Linked DNA regions of Mus musculus: region 1 is linked to region 2. A link is a contact called in public promoter capture Hi-C data. All regions are on one chromosome and are shown on one strand. The core of a region is the stretch at or near the end of the contact, and the rest is flanking DNA. Distances in the headings are between cores, read along the strand shown.

Region 1 (7,533 bases), core at 3,046-5,545, 140 kb after region 2:
AGGGCATGCTTGGTTATAGGGACTGTTATGCACCTTGGGGTGTTTAGCATTCCTGGCTCATGATGCCAGTAGGTCTTCCCGCACCAGCCCAGCACTTACAGCACCTCCAGACACTGCCACATCTCCTCAGAGGCTCACCTCTCCCAGTAGAGAAAAACTGCCGGGCTCTGTAATCCTTCACGTGCGTCATCCAGTGCTTCCATCTCTGAAGGCTAACATTTTCACTCTTCCTGCATTAGGGTTAAAGAGCTAAGGCTGAGTTAAGGCTGTACCTGTCCAGGGTGAGGATAGAGCGCAATTAGCAGTCCGCAGGGGATCCAGTGCCCATGTTCCACTCCTGTGTCTTCTCCTCCAACCGTTTTCTTGGATTGACCTCTGGCAGAGACAGTCCAGGATTCTGAGAATGCAGGGATAACCCCCAGTGGTTGTTGTCTCATTTTGGACCTTTTTGAGACAAAGTCTTGCTATTTATCCCATACTGGTCTCAAGCTTGCAATTCTGCCTCAGCCTCCTGAGTGCTGGTATGAAAGATAAGAAAGATAATGTCTGGCTTTGTTTTGTTTTGTTTTGATCTTGGAGTGGGGCAGCATTTCACATGACTACTTTCCCATCAGACCAAAGGAGAAAGCTGGATGCTGGCATGCAGGAGTGAAGCCTCATCATGTTCGACCCCTTTTCCCTCTCTGGCGGTTTGTCTTGCATTTCCCACTCTGATGGGGTCAGTGCTATTGCCAGCCTGGAACCAGAGCCTCTCAGGGGACAGGACACCACGTAGCTGCTTCATGCTGGGCTCCTGTCTTTTTCTCAGCACCTGTTTGCTGGTTTGTTGTTTGTTTCTTTGTAGTAGAAGGGTATCTGCTTCACTTCTCTTTTGTGATTACTTGAGAAGGTAGCAGATCTGTGGGAACAGAGGCTCTGAATTCATGGAGTCCTGTTACACAATGGTAAGGAAGGCCCAGGTATTAGATGTCAGAGCCTGCTGTGTTCTCACTTGTTAGCAAGGAGTGCTCCGTTCTCATCAGCTGGCTCTTAGCAGACCTTAACCCAGGACAGTTTTGGCCACCACTATGTCTCATTTGTGGGTGTAAATGGCTAGGATTCCAAATTAGAGGAGTCTCTCCCACACTAGGGTCTCCCAGTGCCCACTGTGACCTGACCAGCTTTTCATATTGACCAGCCTCTCTGTTCTCCAGCATGTTTTGGAAAGGAGTGTTTGTTGAGTTGTTAATAGTTTCTTTACATGCCCAGTAAGGGTGATAAGGACCTGTTCCTTATAAGGTTTTGAGGGCCTAATGAGATGGAGCCTGTATAGGCTTAACCGTGGCCTGGCACAAGTCGGTATCACCATCTGAAGCAAGGCTAACACCATTGGCAGTGGTGTGAGCACGTTACAGTTTAACTGAGAGTACCTGCACCTGTATCCTTGGGACAGCTGCCCCAATCCTGAAACGGCTGACTCCATGATTGGTGTGATTCAGGTTGCAGATAGCCAGGAAGGGACGTTTCTAGGCCTCAGAGAGTTTCCTCTTGATTTGGGAGGCAACAGGAGTAGAGCTGAAGCCTGCAGACTCTGGCTTTTTGTTTGTTTGGTTTTGTGTTTTTGCTTGTTTGTTCTTTTGCCTGGCCAAGTGCTACCTCTTGAGCTCAGACAGTCTTTTCTCATCGTCTGAGTTGGTTGGGACTGTAGACTGCAACTACAGACTCTATTTTTAAAGTGAAACCATTGGCTTCTATGGCTCATGTAACTCCTCTGAAGACGTCAGGAGCTCCGTGAAGCTGTTTGTATTTTGAAAAGAACCATGTAAGATGATCGTGATAGCACAGGCCTCTAAGCCCAGCTACTCTAGAAGCAGAGGCTGGTGGCTAAGAGTCCATGGAGTTCCTGGGCTGTCTGGGGAGCTCAGGACTGCCTGACAGCTTAGAAAGACTCTGCCCCAAGGTTAAAATCAGGAAAAAGTCTGAGGATATAGTAATGTCTGTAAGACCCTGCTCTCGTCTCCATTTTACAGATGCGAGAGCTGGTGCTCAGAGGAGTTAAGTGACTAAACCCCAAACCAGACAGCTTGTTTTGGATCCTCTTCCTTGTAATTGCTTTCTATGGACCATGTTAGGTCTGTGTGGTTAACCAGTCTTCCAAAAGAGTTGGGCTTATTGACCATGCTAGTTTTTTATTTACTTAAAGATTGGGAAGTTCCAGGTAGAAAACTTACTCAGGCTTGTTATTTCTAAAGGGGTAAAGAGAGGAAGGGGTCTTAGGCCAGGTGTAGTGGTGTGTGCATTTAATCCCAACATTTGGGAGGCAGGTAGATCTCTCTAAGTTCAAGGAGGACCAGCCTGGTCTGCATAGTGAGTCTCCACCCCCAAAACAACAACAAAACAAAGAACAAGAAGAGAATAGCCTGCATTCAGCTCTCCCACAAGCGGCATACCTGCGTGGCTCCTTGGAGCAGCTCCTCGGTAAAACTGCTTACAATCATCTGCAAGAAAGATCAGCTGGACCAAATGTTTCGGTTTCCTTTCCTAGTCTTTTAGAATTACGGGTTTTTTATAGGTATTCATTTGGATTTATAATAAGCTAATGGTACCTCAAATGATGACCACTGTTTATATTCTTTGGCATGTCTGAGTAACTTGAAATATTTAAGTAGAGCTGCAGCGTTCACCACAGCAAGCGTGTGTTCCACATGAGTCCATGCTGAATTGCTGTGGTGGAGACCCGAGACACTCGCCAACCACACTGCAAGACTGCGTTTAGTGCCATCAGAGCAGACGGTCAGGGTGGATGGAGAAGTCTGTCTGGGATCTTTTAGGAAGGCTTCCTAGAGGAAGCTGCCTTTGAGCTGGAGCTGAACATGGGTGGGCAGAAGTGAACAGTGATGTGTGGTGATGCATGGAGCCACAGGAAGGAAACAGATGTGCTCAGGCCTGCTCTGTGCCCCTTGCTGGGTTGGGATTGAAATATGGGGATAGTGGGGGGATTGAGTAGACCAGTCAAGGAGAGGAAAAGAAGGGTGGGTGGAGCTTATGAAGGGAGGTGGACATGGCATGTGGCTCTCAGCAAGTGGCAATGACTTCAGTAGAGTGGAGTGTGAACTTGTTGGAGCAGTAGAACTTACAGGTGGTTTGGTTTGCTTTTAGAATGCAAAAAGATTTGCCATTTTTAATTTTTAAAAATTAAATTTGTTCTTCAACAATTTTGTACATGTATAGTACTTTACTGAAAGGCTTTCCCTGTCCCAGGTTCCTACTACCCTCGTCCACCCTGCCATTTCCTACAGACCTCTTTCTCATTTCATGACTCAAATGGCCACATTCTCAGTCCCAACCCTGAGTGCCCCGTCCACCCTGGGTGTCTGCTCCAAGGACACCAAATGATGCAGTGTGGTTGGCGAGTGTCTCAGGTCTCCACCACAGCAATTCGGCATGGACTCACACTGAAGACACGCTGGCTCTGGTGGACTCCGCAGCTTCATTTTATTTTGTGACTCACTGAGTTTAGCAGGGGTGAGGGCAGGGGCTTCTGTGTGGCTGTGGGTTTGGAGTTATCATTGGAACCAGGTGGGCATATGATTGCAGACAATGGTTCTCCTTCTCCCAGAATCTAACAGGGCCTAAGGTAAGCCAAGCTAGCCTTTAACTATGTAGCTGAGGATGCCCTTGAACTTATGAATCTCTTGTCCCTACTTCCTGAGTGCTGGGTTACAAGCCTGGGCTGTCACACACATCTGAAGGTTTTGAATGGTGCCATGTAGAGGAGCCTCGTGGTATCTTGTTTTTCTGTCATTCAGTCCCCTACCAGCTCCATCAAATAGGATTTGTCTCTTTTAAGACAGGGTCTCACCATGGAGCTGGCTAGGCTCTTAGTCCCTCCTGCTTCAGAGTTTGAGCGCTCTTACTACAGGCATGTGTCACCATGTCTAGGGGATCTTAAATATGAGGTATAATGTAATCTCATTTTGCAGATGATAAACCAAGACTTAGCAAAGTTAACTATCTTGCCTATGGCCGTTGGGCTAAGTCAAGAAGCAGTTTAAGCCCTAGACTCTAAGCTTGATGCCAAAGTCTAAACCTACAGTAAAAGGACGCACTAGGCAAGTTGTAAGTGAGACATCTCTGTGGGAGACACGAAGTGATGAGGATGGTCCTGAGGTGGGCAAGTCTGGGGCCATCGGTGGCCTGTAAGGACTGGGGTAGGAAGAGAAAGGGGGAAGGAGAGTGCTGTATGGGTGGTGGAGGCGATGGGCTGTGGCCTCCACTTCTCAATGACTTGTCAGTGTGGGAGGCACACGGCTGATCATCCTGAGTCACAGAGTTTGGGAAGGGAATGGTGACTCAGCAGGATGAGCCTGGTTCCTTCTCAGCCTTCCCTACAGTTACTGCCGATCCATCACCTTTCACCTCCCAAGCCTCAGTGTTCCCGTTAAGCACAGTAAGGCTCTAGAAGGTCTGCTTAGGAACAGGGTGCAATCGCACCAACCCAGCTTTGTAAACCAGTCTCCTTCACCATCCCAGCAAGACCCCTTCTGAATAGAAGGGTACAAGTCCCCAGAAGTTGCTTCTTTTCTACCCGTCAGTGGCCTGAGAACCAGAGCCCCAAAGTGGACTTCCTGTGAATGTGTCCTTAATGAGCACTTCGGCTGTTGTAAGCAGTGTGGCCATCGACACTGAAGCATTAGGAGAGGAAGTCCTTTTATAAGCTTCCAGATTAGAGTCGCTCTCCCAAGGACTTTCTCTTTAGAAAGCTGAATTATTTCCCCAAACACATTTACTACTTACTGGCAGGCAGGCAGGCAGGCAGGCTTCAATAGGAGCATAATGGAGTCTGGGCAACTGGCTCAGACCTCTAATCCCAGCAATGAGTGCGAGGAGGAAGAATACTTGCAGATTTTTGCGGCCTGCCAGGGCTACCTAAGTGAGACTGTCTTGGCGAGACACACACACACACACACACACACACACACACACACACACACACACACACACACACACGACCCCAGAGCCAGTGGGCGGCAAATTTCAACTTTTCATTTCCTTTGAAAACAGCACAGATCCCTCAGGGGACTGTGCCAGTACAGGGGGATGTGAAAGAGATCTATCTATGCCTTCACTTCTCCAGAGCGGCCCAGGGACAGATCTGTCTGAGTATTCCTGGTCCACAGTGCCCTCTTGTGGTGATGTCTGGCAGCTCTTGTTCTGGGGAAAAGCAATGGTTGGGCAGTGTTAAGCTCAATGTCTTCTGCCTGGAGAAGGCTTACTTCAGGGCTAGAGATGCCTTGGCACCTGCTCAGAGCTCACTGACTTCCCGCAGACAGTGCAGTCTGGGAGGACTCAGGCCTGCATTCTTCTAGTCTATAAGAAAAGAGAAGAGGAGTCAGGGCTGAGAGGAGCCCTGCGTTCTCAGAGGTGCTCAGGTCGTCTAACCTGAGCTGCATGTGACTGTGAGCATTTTGGAATAATTAGAATTGAGGCGATAGTAAGGTTAGAATACACACTGCAGTTTAAAGGTTAGAGTAGAAAAAGTAACGTGAAATGCTGCCTAATTCTTCATATTCAGCACACGGCAAAAGTGGTATTTTGAGTTAGTATACTAACACTGGGAAGCAGGATGTGATGGTGTGCCTATAATTCTAGCACTAGGTAGGTGTGCAGGCGGATCAGGAGTTCAGCGTTATCCTCAGCTTAGCTGCAGACTGAGTTCAAGGCCACATGGGCCACATAAGACCCTACCTTAAAAATAGGAACAGGCTAGCTCATCTGTTAAGGTTTTTGCCTGGTTTCAATTTCCAGCATCCTATGAACCAGGTATGGTAGTGTGGACTGTGATCCTAGCACTGGGAGCTTGAGGCAAGAGGATAGGGTGTTCAAAGTCATCCTTAGCAAATCAAGTGGCTCAGCTGGTAAAGTTGCTCTTGCCAAACAAACTTGGTAACCTGAATTCAAACCCTGAAATCCATGTAAACAGAGGAGGAAAAAACTGGTTCTACAAAGGTGTCCCCTGACCGCCACACAGGTACTGTGGCATGCATACCTACCTGCCTGTATTGTGTGCACACACATACACACACACACACACACACACACACACACCATTTTGTTTTGTTTTAGCCAGACTTTTAGCTACTTTATAGGCTCTTATTTCTATCACCCTTCTCTCCCCTTATCCCTTCCAACCCCCAACACTAAGTTGTAGAGGAAGGCTAGAGAGGAGAGGGAGCATCGGTATTGTTAGACGACCTCCTGTTGTTTAGGGTGTCAAGGTCCTTGGGCAATTTGGATGTTTGTCAGAATATCTCCAGCCAGCAGCAGAGGAGTAGTGGCTGCCTTACCTGTCTCAGGGATCTAGCGTTTTTATATTCTCTCAAGAGCCTTCAGCATCCTGTCATATACTTGCAGAAACTATCTGCAGTTGGCAGGATCACAGCCCTGCCAGAGCACGAGGCAAATCATAGTCTGCCGCTATGGACAGTCTAAAGCAGCCCCATATCCCATGCCTGGAATTAAAATAAAAACATATTCCTATAACATTTCTATGTTTTTAAAGAAACCAAAATTCTCACTACAAGTTTTAATTAGCTAGGTGTGGTGTTGTATATTTGTAATCTCAGTAGGCCGAGGTAGGAGGGTCATAAATAAAACCAGCCTGGTTACATAGTATAACGACTAATATTGATTATCAACCCAACAGGAACTAGAATCATATGGGAAAGGAGCCTCTGGGCGTGTCTAGGTTAGGTGAGTTGGGATGGGAAGGCCCAACGAGCTGGGATCTGGAAGTTTCCGTCCATGGTCAGTTGGTCCTGAGGCTCTGGGCCCGTGTCAGGGTAGCACACTGTGGCAGAAGTGCATGGCTGAACAAAACAGTTTTCCTCCTGACAAGGAAGGGAAAGAAGAGAAGGGGCTGGGGTCCCACACTGCCCTTCAAAGCACACCCTTGGTGGCCTAAGCCCTTCTCACTGGGCACCCTTAAAAGGCTCTGCCACCTTCCAATCAGGTCAACACATGGCCGTAGGAAACATTCACGATTCAAATCTTATCCGTCATATACATTTTCTGGTATGTTTGGATGTCTTCTATGCTCTTAGCACTGATTGAAGAGTCAGGGGAAACTATTCAAGTTGGGGCCGTATGGACTGCCCAGGCTTAGATCTGAAAAGCTGGAGATGTGGTTTTATGCTCATTTTTCTTTCAGGCATTTGTCAACTGGAAGGAGGCAGGATTGGCTTGGAGCTTCTTCAAACAGTCGTTCTTGAAGCAGATTTTGACAGAAGGTGAGTAAAGCAGAGTTCACATTGAGCAGTTGGGAGATCATAGAAGATACAAAAGGATTCCACGGGACTGCTGACACCAGAACACTTGTCTGGGGCCCGCAGCAGAGGACCCTTAGAGATGTGCTTGCTCTATCTGCTTTTAAATAAGATAGGGAACCAATATTTATTTAACTTTATGTTTTACTTAAGTTGTCTGCCTTAAATCACTCCACAGCCTTACAGAAGATAGTCTCTCCCTCTGTGTAGGGATGTGGAATTGAAATCC
Region 2 (7,199 bases), core at 748-3,247:
GTTTCTCTGTGTATCCCTGGCTGTCCCGGAACTCACTCTGTAGACCAGGCAGGCCTTGAACTCAGAAATCCGCCTGCCTCTGCCTCCCAAGTGCTGGGACTAAAGGCATGCGCCACCACTGCCCAGTGGAACACAGGTTTCTAATCCCAGCATTTAGGAGGCTGAGGCAGGAGGATTAAGCGTTCAAGGATAGCCTAGGATCTGTAACAAGACCCTGTCCCACTGGGCATGGTGGCGCACGCCTTTAATCCCAGCACTGGGAAGGCAGAAGCAGGCGGATTTCTGAGCCAGCCTGGTCTACAGAGTGAGTTCCAGGACAGCCAGGGATACACAGAGAAACCCTGTCTCAAACACCCCACCCACCCCCCACAAAAAAAAGACCCTGTCCCAAATATAGGCCCTACAGTAAATGGGCACTGCGAGATTTATTCAGAGAGTGGGCCCATCCACCTGGAGGCCAGCAAGTTGGAACCACGTCAGACTGCGGGACTCTCAGCACTGAAGCTCTTCTTCACAGAGAAACTTTTTCCTATCTATCCTCTCTTGTGAGTCACCGGAGCGTCCGGGGTATAACCACATCTACAAAATACCAGCACGGCCACACCTGAGTTAGTGTTTCATTGCATAACTGGGAACTACAGACTAGCTAACTTAGCTCTTTCAACTGACCACAGTCACACATGCACACACATAAACATGAACAAACATGCACACACACACACGCATACAGGCACATATGACTATTAACATGCACATACACACATATGCATGCACACACAATTGTAAACACATGTGAGGTTTTTTTTTTTAAGATTTATTTAAGTACACTGTAGCTATCTTCAGACACTCCAGAAGAGGGCGTCAGATCTTGTTACAGATGGTTGTGAGCCACCAAGTGGTTGCTGGGATTTGAACTCCAGACCTTCAGAAGAGCAGTTGGATGCTCTTACCCACTGAGCCATCTCACCAGCTCCCCACATGTGAGTTTTAAAATTACATTTATTTATGCATGTGTGTCCAGGCCACAACACACGTGTAAAGAGTCATTCCAACACTTGACCTTGTAGTCCTGGAGATGGAACATTGGTGGGCAGGCTTGAGAGCAAACTCCTTTACCTCCTGCTGCAGCTGTCTGGGTCCAGTAACACTTTCTAAGCTATAAGGAATACGATTATAGCATAGTGGTAAAGCTCTCGCCTAGATTCTCAAAAGCCCTAGTCCTAGCACCATAAAATAGAAAAAGCAAGAAATGTCAAAGCCTCCCTGAGATTTCCCTCTGTGCATACTCTGTTGAAAGCAGCGATGGGGCTGGTGAGATGGCTCAGCAGTTAAGAGCACTGACTGCTCTTCTGAAGGTCATGAGTTCAAATCCCAGCAACCATATGGTGGCTCACAACCATATGACTCCCTCTTCTGGAGTGTCTGAAGACAGCTACAGTATACTTACATATAATAAATAAATCCTTAAAAAAAAAGAAAAAAAGAAAGCAGCGATGATCCTGTACAAAGGCTGACAAGGGCCTGGAAACCCTGAAGTGCTTAGGGCTGGGCTTGCAGCTCAGGTAGAATGCTTACCCAGCAAGTACAAAGATCAGACTTTGCTCTCCAGCACGAGAGGGGCTGGGGCAAGAAAAGAAGTAAAAAGAAACCAAGATCCTCATGTATCATTGGTGAGGTTACAAAATGTTAGCCACTTTGCAGAACAGGTGAGAAGCTTTTCAAATGATAAAAAAAACTACAAGAGCAGCCTGGTTTGGGGATAGGGGTTCACCCCTGTAACCTCTGCACTGGAGGGTGAAGGCAAGAGTCTGAGAAAAGGAAAAAACAACGGTCATATGAGTCAAAGATTTCATTCCTGGGCATGCACCCAAAAGAACTGGAAACATGCCCGCCCTCATGGACAGACAGACAGACAATCTTCCTGTCAGCATTTAACCCAGAGTTCACAGCAACAAGGCAGCACAAGTTGAGACCCTCAAAAAAGCTAACCCATGCACGCTGTGCTCTGCAAGGACCTAGATGACATCATTCTGAGTGACAGCAGCCAGACTAAAGCCCACGTTGTCCATGTAGTCTTTGCGTAACATATTCAGAAAAGGTAACTACAGAGATGAAGAGAAACGATGGCCACGCAGGCGGTGTGTGTGGTGGGGGAGAAGTAGAGGGTAGGTAGCTGCTAAGGGCCCAAGGCTCTTGGGGTGGGCGGGGAAAGGGAGTATAGAAGGATCTTAAGAAAGAGCAAGGATGATTGCACGATCCATAAACATCCCTGTGAGATACTGAGTTCAAATCCCAGCAACCACAGTTCTGTTCTTTACAGCAACACTACAGGAGGGCCAGTGAGACGGCTCAGTGGGTAAACGCTGCCAAGCCTGACAACCTCAGTGGGTCTGTGCGAGCCACATGCTGGAATGAGACAGCAGCATACCTATCCCCCACCACCACCATTGTCACAATTTTTTAAACTAAAAATCTATTAATAAACCAAGTAGTAGTGGCATATGCCTTTAATCCCAGCACTCAGGAGGCAGAAGTAGGCAGATCTCTGAACTGGAGGCCAGCCTGGTCTACAGAGTGAGTCCCAGGACAGCCTGGGCTACACAGAGAGACCCTATCTCAAAATACTTTTAAAAATAAAACAAAAAACAAACAAACAAAAATCCCCACTAATTATTTTTTAGAAATACATGATTTCTTTGTGGCTTTTCATGTCATCCTTGCATAGGCCATGGTAACCTCTATAGTGTTTGATTTTAGTGCAGTGCTGAGAAAGCAAGAACATTCTTTAAGATTTATTTCATGGGTGGGTGGGTATGGGGGACTTTTGGTATAGCATTGGAAATGTAAATGAGCTAAATACCTAATAAAAAATGGAAAAAAAAAAAACAAAAAAAAGATTTATTTCATGTATGTGACTACACTGTGGTTCTCTTCAGACGCACCAGAAGAGGGCATCAGATCCCATTACAGATGGTTGTGAGCCACCATGTGGTTGCTGGGAATTGAACTCAGGACCTCTGGAAGAGCAGTCAGTGCTCTTAGCTGCTGAGCCATCTCTCCAGACCATGAGCACTATTCTTAAAGATTTCCTTTGGGTCCAGCAAGTTGATGAAGTGGGTAGAGACACGTGCTATGCAAACCTGGGATCCTGAATTCCATCTTGGAATCCTCACAGTAGAAGCAGAGAACCAGGTCTTATCTCTCTCTCCTCTCTTCTCTCTCTCTCTCCCCCCACAAATAAATAATAAATAAATATACATAAGTTTCTACTTGGATTTAAAACATAAAGATCCCATCCCCCTTGATAGCAGCTGAGTTTGTTCTAATGAGGTGACTTAGGGCCGAGCCCCAGACAACTTCAGGTGTGGGAAAACAAATGATTTCAAGGTTAAAGGTTAGAACTTTCAGCCCCATCCACCTCTCCTCTTGGAAGTGAAGAGGAGGCTGGACAGCAAGCTCTGCCACATCTCTTAGGAGCTGAGGTGATGGAGTTCAGTGACAGAATGCTTGCCTGCCATTCATGGGGTCCTGGGATCTATCCCAGCAGCACAAAAACAAGTAACGCTCTTTTAAAAAACAAAACAAACAAACAAACAGAACAGAACCTTTCTATATAGCTTTAGCTGACTTAGAATAAGCTATAAGGACCAGCCTGGCCTTGAACTCAAAAATATCTTTGTGAATACTTCTTTTGTTTTATTTTTTGAGATAGGGTCTCTCAAGGTAGTTCTGGCTATCCTAGAACTCATTATGTAGACCAGACTGGCCTCAAACTACAGAAATCCGTCCTGCTGCCTCTGGCTCCCAGATGCTGCCCCACCACACCTGGCTTTGCCTGAATGCTCTGGAGAGCTGGGGCGGTAGCTCACTTAGCACAGTTTCCTGGCATGCATGGAAGCCCTGGTTATGAGCCCCAGAACCACATAAACCAGGCATGGCGTTGTACTCTCGAGGGAGAGATAAGAAATCAGAAAGCCAAGATCACCCTTGACTACATAGAGAACTTGAAACCATCCTGGGTTACCTGAGACCCTGCCTCAAACAAAATTAAATAAGGGCTGACCTGACAATCTGGGTTTCATATTCAGAACCCACATGATGCTGGAATCAACTCCACAAAGTCCTCTGATTGCCACATTATCCTCCACATACGCAAACACACACACACACACACATACACACACACATCTTGTGCATAGAAACATGCAAATAACTGAGCAGTGGTGGTGCACACCTTTAATCCCAGCTCTCAGGAAGTAGAGCCAGGTGGATCTCTGAGTTCAAGGCTAGCCTGGTCTGCAGAGTAAGTTCCAAGATAACCAGGGAACATGGTGAAACCTATTTTAAAGAAAGAAAAAAAGAGAGAAAGAGAGAAAGAGAGAGAGAAAGAAGAAAGAAAGAAAGAAAGAAAGAAAGAAAGAAAGAAAGAAAGAAAGAAAGAAGATAGGAAGGAAGATAGGAAGGAAGATAGGAAGGAAGAAAGAGAGAGAGAGAGAAAGAAAGGAAGAAAGAAAGAGCCTTTAAAAAAATGAGTAAATTTTTAAATAAATGCCCTTGAACAAGATTTGCTGAATTTCTAGGTTGCTGAACACATGGATACTGAAAGTGGTACCTCCTAGAGAGGGCATGGGACCTTTGTACCCCAGACTCCTGACCTTGCCCTGTCCATCTCCCAAGCTGGTGTTCATCCTTTATTACAAAAGGACGAATGGAAGCAGAGAGTTTCCTTGAGTGTGAGCCAGTCTAGTAAGTCAGTCCATCACTGGAAAGGATCACTGGTTGGCCGGAGGTTCTGGAAATCCAGACTCGTGAATGGAGTGGCCTAGGATTGAGCCTCAACCTGTGAGATCAGACATTCCCTCTCAGTAGACAGAGTCAGAGCCAGACTGAATTCCAGAAGCCCAGCTGGTGTGGGATGACGAATTGCTGTTGGGAAAAACTCTACCATCCATCACGGTGACCAGTGGCCATTGAGGCACGGGAAGAACTCTGAGGATAGGGAAACGCCTTGCACGGATAACCCCCCGCAACCCCCCTTGTATTTAGTATACTCCAAATCACTGAATTGTACACCCCCGGCCCATAGCGATCTCAGTGCCACCTGGACTGAATGAAAACGCGTCTGGAAAAAAAAAAAAAAAAAAAAAAAAACAATAAAATAAAATAAAATCAAAACCCAAGGGTGATTCTCACGGTGTGTTTGCTATATCTCAACAAGATTGTGGTTTAAGGGGGCTGGTGAGATGGCTCAGCGGTTAAGAGCACTGACTGCTCTTCCAAAGGTCCCGAGTTCGAATCCCAGCAACCACATGGTGGCTCACAACCATCCATAATGAGATCTGACGCCCTCTTCTAGTGTGTCTGAAGACAACTACAGTGTACTTACATATAATAAATAAATCTTTAAAAAAAAAAAAAAAAAAAAAAAAAAAAAGATTGTGGTTTAAAACAGAACAACAGAAAGAGTCAGCAAAGGAACAAGGAGGATGCGCGAGAGCCACGTATGCCTGGGTGGGCTGGCCCCGGCCGGGGTAAGCAGCTGCAACAATTCTCCCTTAGGCCAGATTCCCTTTCACTGCTCTTGCCTCCCTGCCACGGGGCTGCCCTGGATGCTGCACAGGGTCCAGAGCCTGCAGATGCCCTAGAGCAGAAACTCTGTAAAATTCCCAATTTTCCCCTCATTCCATTGCTTGCTGGCCACGTGTGTCAACTTGACACAAACTAGAGTCATTGGGGAAAAGAGAACCTTAATTTAGAAAATACCTCCACTAAATGGCTGTGGACATGTCCGTAGGGTGTTGTTGTTGTTGTTGTTGTTGTTACTGTTATTGATTGGTGTAAGAGAGCCCAGTCCACTGTGGGCAGTACCATTCCCGAGCAGATGATCCTGGATAGTTTAAGAGAGCAAATTGAGCAAGCCTGGGAGCAAACCAGTAAGAGCTCGCCTGTGACTGCTCTTCAGTTCCCGCTTCCAGGTCCCTGCTTTGAGCTCCTCCTGCCTTGGCTTCCCTCCGTGACTGACTATGATCAGGATGTCATGGTCTTTAACACAGCAATAGAAACCTAAAGAGGATGTAGCTTCAATAACTTCCCTGAACCTCCATCCCACTGCTTGAAGAGAGTATTGTCTGAACACACTGACAGATGGCCCAGTGGTATTTGCTTCTCCCAGATGGAAAGAGCCACCACCCACCCACCCACCCCCAACCCTCGGGCTCTGACCTAGCACACAGAGTCTGACACAAAAGGAGACACCAACCTTTGTTATAATGAGCATTTTGTGGAATATCCATCTTACAGATGCAACGAATCTGAGATCCAGTGATGGTCAAAGAGCCATCCAACACTGAGGGGGATTTGGGTCCCTGTCTTTGAGATCCTTTCTCACTCAGGATGGGACCTCACCAGTTAGAGGCAAAGGTGACTAAGTCAGCAAAACCAGCTTTCCTGGAGAGCTCTTTGCCAAACCAGAGTTCTAAGAGGATGGCCAACCTCTAACCCAGTGGCTTCTTGAGTAGGGCTCTGGTTCATAAAACATCTCACCAGGACAAAGATATATGAAAAGCAGAAAGCAATCCAAACTTCCCTGATCACAACACAGCCTTGTGATTAGACAGTGCACACCTACTTAATATCTTTGTGGCCTGTGACATAAAAGGCTTAGCTGGTAAAGCTTGCTTGTCACCAAACCTCACCACCCGAGTTTAATCCCCTGGGTTCACATGGTTGAAGGACAGCACTGACTTCTGCAAGCTGACCTTTGACCTCTACCTCGCTTGCATGCCCCCCTCCTACACACACACCAAATTAGTTAATATAATAATTTTTATGCTGTCTTTGAGGAATTTTTAAATGCTAGGGGAAAAATAAGAGAAATCGTATGTTCTGATGATCTTGATAATTTTTTTAAAAAGCCATAATAACAGTGACTATCCATTTTCAGCCTCCCATGGCCAGCACAGAGGCATAGGTATCCCAACCTCACATGACCATCAGAGAGGCAACCCTATTCTGCAGCAATTCCTTGGTTCAGCCTAAAAACCAAAAAGCAGTATTTGTCAAATGGACAGGTTAATAGTCATCCTCTTTGTGTGAAATTATATATGATTTTAGTTTACTTAAGAGTTTTCTATATTCCCTGAGTATGCATGGTTTTGTTTTCTGTAATGAACCCAGGACCTTGTGGGAGCTAAGGAAGC

Evidence for each region. Promoter capture Hi-C pulls out the DNA fragments that hold promoters and counts their contacts.
Region 1: a promoter capture Hi-C map of liver shows a contact between it and region 2, with 4 times the contacts expected there. The contact joins two enhancer-like sites. A contact is called at or near these places in 7 of 39 promoter capture datasets (embryonic stem cells, liver, macrophages and 2 more), 2 of 15 datasets of contacts at CTCF or cohesin (embryonic stem cells and large pre-B cells), 21 of 484 Hi-C or Micro-C datasets (B cells, the Ba/F3 cell line, CD4 T cells and 9 more), 13 of 115 datasets of contacts at active chromatin or transcription factors (DN3 thymocytes, the SCID.adh cell line, T-cell acute lymphoblastic leukemia and 5 more) and 4 of 9 other capture datasets (adipose tissue, embryonic stem cells, liver and 1 more).

Annotation. Positions count from the first base shown.
Region 1 is chr14:30,666,981-30,674,513 of GRCm38.p6, forward strand. Rft1 (RFT1 homolog) reads left to right here. Exons shown (of 13, transcript NM_177815.3): 7 at 7,190-7,268. Among named protein-coding and RNA genes, the nearest start is that of Rft1, 16 kb to the left of the region's middle. Within about 2 kb of position 4,296, at least 125 of the 459 cell types and tissues checked have an H3K27ac peak or open chromatin away from gene starts, as enhancers often do. A contact at or near this core is called in adipose tissue and liver, where this site is marked.
Region 2 is chr14:30,532,389-30,539,587 of GRCm38.p6, forward strand. No RefSeq gene overlaps it. Among named protein-coding and RNA genes, the nearest start is that of Tkt, 13 kb to the right of the region's middle. Within about 2 kb of position 1,998, at least 6 of the 459 cell types and tissues checked have an H3K27ac peak or open chromatin away from gene starts, as enhancers often do. A contact at or near this core is called in adipose tissue and liver, where this site is marked.